2 separate regions of the Mus musculus genome follow, and region 2 is linked to region 1. The links are chromatin contacts, called in public promoter capture Hi-C maps. All regions are on one chromosome and are shown on one strand. The core of a region is the stretch at or near the end of the contact, and the rest is flanking DNA. Distances in the headings are between cores, read along the strand shown.

The links. Capture Hi-C pulls out chosen DNA fragments and counts their contacts.
Region 2: a promoter capture Hi-C map of adipose tissue shows a contact between it and region 1. The contact joins two enhancer-like sites. A contact is called at or near these places in 1 of 39 promoter capture datasets (liver), 1 of 115 datasets of contacts at active chromatin or transcription factors (embryonic stem cells) and 4 of 9 other capture datasets (adipose tissue, embryonic stem cells, liver and 1 more).

The regions. Positions count from the first base shown.
Region 1 is chr17:28,829,559-28,833,040 of GRCm38.p6, reverse strand. It overlaps Brpf3 (bromodomain and PHD finger containing, 3), which reads right to left. Exons shown (of 13, transcript NM_001081315.1): 11 at 1,630-1,727. Among named protein-coding and RNA genes, the nearest start is that of Gm35883, 7.8 kb to the right of the region's middle. Within about 2 kb of position 1,875, at least 14 of the 459 cell types and tissues checked have an H3K27ac peak or open chromatin away from gene starts, as enhancers often do. A contact at or near this core is called in adipose tissue, where this site is marked.
Region 2 is chr17:28,986,106-28,989,587 of GRCm38.p6, reverse strand. Stk38 (serine/threonine kinase 38) reads left to right here. Exons shown (of 14, transcript NM_134115.3): 5 at 1,327-1,410. Among named protein-coding and RNA genes, the nearest start is that of Stk38, 20 kb to the left of the region's middle. Within about 2 kb of position 1,952, at least 10 of the 459 cell types and tissues checked have an H3K27ac peak or open chromatin away from gene starts, as enhancers often do. A contact at or near this core is called in adipose tissue, where this site is marked.

The DNA of each region.
Region 1 (3,482 bases), core at 626-3,125:
AAGAGTCACAGAGAGGCAGGGCTGGGAAAAGCCCAGAGCTGTGCAGGAGAGGTCTTAAATAGCCTCCCCTAGTGCTACAGACCCTGAGAAATAACCAGAGAAAACCCTGATGCCTGGACTCAGCCTCTAGAAGGCTTCTTTGGTGTTCCAGGGTGGAGCTGACTTTACACATCTTTTAAAATCTCCCCAGATGAGTCTCACAAGATCCAAAGGTTTCCAGTTGGTGGTATTATCTTGCAGAGCCTGTGGTCAGTTCCTCCCCACCCGGGAAAGCTTTAGCAGGCAGTGGTGGTTTGAATAGGAAAAGCCCCTGGGGAGTCGTGTATTTCAATGCTTGGCCACAGGGAGTGGCACTATTAGAGGGTATGGTGTTATTGGAGTAGGTGGCCTTGGAGGAAGTATGTCACTATGAAAGGGGACTTTGAGGTCTCTTATGCTCAAGCTTTGCCCAGTGTGGAATCACAGGCTTCTTCCGCTGCCTTCAGATCAAGATGTAGGATTCTTGGCTGCTCTAGCACCAGGTCTGCCTGGATGCTGCCATGCTTCCTGCCATGATGATAACGGACTAAACCTCTAAAACTGTGTGCCAGGCCCAATTAAATGTTTGACTTTATAAGAGCTGCCGTGGTCATGGTGTCTCTTCACAGCAATGAAACCCTGACTAAGACAAAGACAGAAGCCGAGGAGGTAGATAGAATTATTAGCCACTACCAGTGGGAGTGTAAACCAGAACTAACTTCCAGGCAACTTGGCAACTTGTGCCAGAATCCTGCACAGATGTTGCCCCTAGTGGGCGTGCCTGAGAAATAATCACGATCGTGCACCAAGGTAAAGCTAAGATGTTCGCTCACAGCTGCTGACCTCAGAGAAAGAGGAAAGCTACCCGGGGAGCTGGGAAATGGTCAAAGCGTGGTACATGAGAGCAACTGAAAGACGATGCCATCATTAACAAGGGCCAGATGATGTCATCAGTAACAAGGACATGATGATGTCATCAGTAACAAGGACGTGATGACAGGTTTTCATCATGTAAGATGGGCATGTTCATGGAATGCTGGGTAGGGAAAAGGCTAAAGGCGTTCTGCCTCGTACGCGCAGGCATATGCATGGGGAAAGGGGCCGACTGCAGTCCTGAGAGGCCAGGACTGGGGAAGACTCCTAATGCAGTGGCTCAAAACAAAGGCTTTCTTTCCATCATATTATGAGCCCTGAAATCAAATTCCAACCCCAGTGCTTACTGGCAGTAGCTAACAGACCCTGCCTCGTCCCGACAAAACAAGATCAACAATTCTATCGCTGGCATTTCAAGGACTTAGTAGGGCAGATGTTTAATAGTGCCACTAAGCATTATCAGCGTGCTAACCTCACTAACAGTGTTCCTCCTACTCAGAAGCAAGTGAGCAATGCTACAGAAGCCCTAAGCACTGGGTGTCTCTGAACAACTAGAGCCTTTTGTGTGTGGAGAGGGGTGGGTTGCTGGTGCCCCAGAAAAGCTAGGGTAAAGATGGCCCTCCCTCTGCAGCTGACTCCCACCACATTCATCCAATCAGATACTCCCCCAAGGCAAGGCAGGGGCCAGAGCCGCCAGGGGGAGAGGGAACAGGAGGGTGTCGTCTGGGGCAGACTCACCAAGGCAGGGTAGGAGGGGTAGCCTCGGCACTTGGCCCACACCAGCTCCAGGGGCTCCAGGTCTCCGTGGTCTTCAAAGGGCATCAGGAGGCTTCTGCCTGGGGGGTGGGGGAGGGGAGGAGACAGCGCCCAAAGGGGACTTGGCATGGTGCCCCAAAGCCCTTGCCTGCAGCTTCCATCTGACTGGGGCAGCCCAGGATTGAGGCAACAACTCCCTCCACCCTTTCCTCAGGGACTCTAAGACCAGGTCAGGGGTCAGCAAAGTAAATGGCCGAATAGCACATATTTCACCCTTTCAGGAGCCGCACAGTCTCTGCGGCTGCAGCATGGGTATAACCAGAGTCTAAGCAGATGAGCATGTCTCCTCAGCAGTAACTCATGTTTCTGACACTGAAATTTGAATTTCATACAACTTTCACATTATAAAAGACCATCTTTTTTGTAATTTGAGATGTAGGCCCATTTTTAGTTTGTGAGCCACATAAAAACAGACAGCAGGCTATAGTTTACCAACCTCTGACTCTGGATTCTGGGACAGCTTCCCTGGGGGAAAAATAATGGCTTCACCTCCAGGGCCTCTTAAGGAGAAGGGGACATGCCCCAGCTTAAGAAGAGACAGCACTGTCTGCACCCCAGGTTGGGAGTCCCTCTCATGGAAGCTTTGAGGGAAAATTCGGAGAAGGCCATCTCAATAGAACCTGAACACTGCTCTGACCAGGCCACGAGGGGCCATCCAAGCACCTGGCTGCACCACAAACCAGCAGTGCCATGCAGCCGGGCAGGTATTTCCTGACCCTGGGTATCCATCCGGCCTGGGACGGACAGGCTGCACCTCCTTGGCCTCACTCATGCTCTGAGCACCACGAAAACCACATTCTTTCCCGGACACCTGAAACTGTGACCAGGAAGTGACCATTCACCCAGCTAAGGAAAAGGGCTCAAATCTGAGAGCAGAGATGTATAGTTCTTAACTAGGATGAAAAGGAAAGGTGCCATTTCGAGCCAGTGAGCTGACAGTGAACCAGTACAAGCCAGCACCGAGACCAGCTGAGCAGGAACCCGTGAGCCACACAGAGGAGAAACTACAGACTGGTCCGGTTCTCTTGGAATGTGATTCTATCCAATGTCCCAGGAACATTAAAATACGTGTCTGCATCATCTGCTCCAGTAAACTGCTTAGGACATTTATTATAAGAAATTTACTATAGGAGTTCAGGCAAAAGTGTGCATATTGTTTGTGTTAAAGGCTGGAGGTCACCCATTGTCCAGTCACGTCAGCCACAAAGCACTGCTTGTCAGATAGAAGGTTCCAGTAATACAGTGCACAGAAAAACTGTGAGCCAAAAAGGAGGAAATATACAAGCAAAAACTGTGAGCACAAGAGTGTGTGCATCAAGTTGGGCGTGGTGGCGCACACCTTTAATCCCAGCACTCAGGAAGCAGAGGTAGGCCGATTTCTGAGTTCGAGGCCAGCCTGGTCTACAAAGTGAGTTCCAGGACAGCCAGGGCTATACAGAGAAACCCTGTTTGGAAAACAACAACAACAACAAAAAAAGAGTGTGTGTATCATCTGCACTTGTCAAAATGTGACTAAAAGAATCGGAAGCAACCCAGGAACGGGCAGCTGTGTTCCCATGGTGGGCTTCGGGAGTGCAAGTCTTTTTTAATATTGTTTGGCATCATTTTTAGTATGTGGATTTAAAAAGGGAAAAAAATGTCACCACCAGAAGTACAAAGTGTGTCAGATCCACTTCCTGACTTCACGCTCAGACGCACAGAGTCTAGACGTGAGACCTGTCGTCTGTGTGCAGACACTCACAAGAAAGAGAACTCAAAGGCATGCATCTGTCAAC
Region 2 (3,482 bases), core at 703-3,202, 160 kb before region 1:
AAAGAAAACTTTTTTCCTAATAAAACATTTTCGAAAGAATTTAACAGCCCGAGCCTTGGGTCAGTGGTTAGGGCACTCACTGCTCTTGCAGAGGACCTGACTGAGCTCTGTTTCCAGGACCCACCAGGGGACTCACAACTGCACACAGCTCTAGTTCCGCGGGATCGGAGACCCTCTTTTGGACTCCTTGAGTATCTGCACTCACACATATACCTACACACAGACAGACTCATGCACATACAATAAACAGATCACTTGGGTATTGTGGCCCATGGTTTTAAGTCAGCATGCAGGAGTCAGAGGCACACAGATCTCTGAATTGGGCACCAGCTAGGGCTGTACAGTGAGCCTCTGCCTAAGTGGTTCGGAGCATCTGCTTCTCTTTCACAATTCCCAGTGTCCACAAGTCGGCTGGCAACTGCCTTTCCTCCAGTCCCTGAGGAATCCATTGCCTTTTGGCTTCCTCAGGCACTGCTTACATGGGGTGCACGGACATACTTGTAGGCAAAACACCCATTCACATAAAACCTAAGTAAGTAAAGTAAAGAAATAATTAAAACACTTAAGAAGTGGGGCTGGAGAGATGGCTCAGCGGTTAAGAGCACTGACTGCTCTTCCAGACGTCCTGAGTTCAAATCCCAGCAACCACATGGTAGCTCACAACCATCTGTAATGAGATCTGATGCCCTTTTCTGGAGTGTCTGAAGACAGTTACAGTGTACTTACATATAATAATAAATAAATCTTTTTTAAAAAATTTAAAAGTGCTGTTTAATTTCTATTTTACTTTATTTCTTCCAAGAAGAAGGTTTATTTTTGTGGGGTTTTTTGTTTTGTTTTTCTGTTTTTTTGACAAAGGGTCTCACACAGCATAGGCAGACTGGCTTCAAGCTGGTGAGAGCTCTGCTTCAGTCCCTCAGTGCTAGGATTACAAGTGGATCTGATGTATAATTTTCATATTAAATGTTGTGATTTTTACTTAGGCTTTCTGAGTCAACTGTCGGGTATTTGCCATAGGTTTAACTCTGGATATTTGCCATGCCTTAAAATGAAACTAAAGGCTTTTACATGTGTTCAACTCGGAGTCAAAGCTGTTGAGCTCTGGAGACAGGTGGAAGTCTTCTCATCGCTGTCACAGCTGTATAGTAGATTTGTTTGTAACATTGAAAGTGTCTGTTTTTGCATGTTTAAGCAATACTAGCTTACATTCAGATGGTCATGCCTTTCTTGTGTGAGTAGTATTTGTGAAGCTTCAGTATGCTGGAAACGAAAATCCTTAGCTTGGCAGTGTGAACTTGACTTACCACATCTTTGGGACCCTTCCAGGTGCGGCTTGTTCAGAAGAAAGACACAGGGCATGTGTACGCAATGAAAATCCTGCGCAAAGCAGACATGCTCGAGAAGGAGCAGGTAACTGAGCGGGAGCTGCCGGCAGTCAGCTTTGGGGGCTTGTTGCCTAATTACACTCTGATGGCTTAGTTGTCTTTATTTTACTACAGTTCTCTCTAGTTAGTTCCCTTATGCATATTGTCCTATTTTTTATCCTCAAAAGATGCACTTGTATATTTAAAAATATAAGTAAGGGACTGGAGAGATGGCTCAGCGGTTAAGAGCTCTGCCTGCTCAATTCCCAGCCACCACATGGTGGCTCACAACCATCTGTAAGGGGAATCTGATGCCCCCTTCTGGCATGTGGATGTATATGCAGCAGAGCACTCATTAAAATAGATAAAATTTTTAAAAAACTACAAGTAAGACCCGTGAATACAGATAGTGTGTTTCACAGTCCAGGCTGTGAGGAAGCAGCTTTGGGTCCTCGATAACCACAGCTACACTTGCAAGAGACCCTCCTTTGAGCTCACGCCTGGTATGATGGGAGTTTTTTGTACTCCTTGGATGGGGATGTAGAACTGGCGAGTCTGAATACACTATAACCTGAACACCTAACCAAAGACGGGTCCTCTGTGAAGCTTACTGATGCGCCAGTTTCTGAATTAATGTGGACAGTGTAAATGGCAGAGCAGCAGAAGGTCTCCTTTATGGTTAGGAACGGTCTTGGGCCGTGGAGCTTCCAGCAGAGTGCTTGTGTATGATGTGCAAAGCCCTGGGCCCTCCCTAGTTAACAGCCCACATTATCCAGTAAGGATGAAGCTCACGATGAAACTAGATCTGACATACATACTTAATGCAAATTCCGTAGGATAGCTTTATTTTTATTTTTTTAAAGTAAGAGTTCAGCCCTTCTGTGGGTCTGTTGAGCTGGTTGCCTCAGAAGAGGTAGCAGTGGGTGACGCTGCAGTTTGAGGCCAGAGATGTTGTGCCAGGCAGAACTCTTCATTTGGAGCCCAGCAGCGAGGATAGAGGCTGTCCCCACATTTAGTGTTCTCTGCCCACTGAGGATTGTAATCAGGGAGCATTTCCTGTCCACATTCAAGTGCCTCTTCAGACCTGTGCTTTGGGGGCTGGAGAGACAGCTGAATGGTTAAAAGAACTAGCTGCTGTTCCAGAGGATCTGGGTTGAATTTCTAGCACCCATATGGTGGCTCTGGAATGGTCACATTCCAGTCCCAGGGAATGTGACACCCTCTACTGGCCTCTTTGTGCAGTGCATGCACATGGTACTCAGACTATACATGTAAGCAAACCAACCATTCACATAGCAGTTATTAAGTCTTTTTTGTTTTTTTTTCTGTTTTACTAGGAAGCCTTGAATTCCTCTTTTTCTTTTCTTTTTTGTTTGTTTGTTTGTTTTTGAGACCGGGTTCCTCATTGTGACCAGCCCTGGCTGTCATACACTTGCTTTGTAGACCAGGCTGGCCTTGACCTTAGAGCTCTACCTGTCTCTGTCTCCTAAGTGTTGGGATTAAAAGTATGCAATACCATGCCCGGCTAAGCCTTGAATTATTTTTATTTCAAATATTTATTTGTTTATTATGTATGTAATGTCCTGGCTGCATGTATGCTTACACACCAGAAGAGGGTACCACATCTCATTCTAGATGGCTCTGAGTCACTACATGGTTGCTGGGAACTGAACTCAGGACCTCTGGAAGAGCAGCCAGTGCTCTTAACCTCTGAGCCATGTATTCAGCCCAAGCCTTGGATTCTTAATTCCAGTTAAAAGTAGATCTTTAACAAATCTTCAGCTATTATTGTAGTTTATGCAAACACCAACTGATATGCGAGTGCCTTACAGCCCTATGTATGTGCTGCCCAGAGGTCAGTGTATGGTGTGGATACATGCTCAGGCTCCAGGAAAGAGGACCAGTTAATCTCTTTGAGGAAAACAATGTCTGTGTTGTTTAGTTAGGATATTTGTGGGTTATGAGTAAGTTTTACAGTATGTATGTCCTATCATTTTAGCCAAAACTCAAAACTCCTGTCAGTTTGTTAGCTGTTCTGAGAGTTAGAAGTGGGGCTGGTGAGGGCTCAGAGTGGGAAGGTGCTCGATGTGAGGTTTTCTGGGAGCTGTGCCTTGCCTT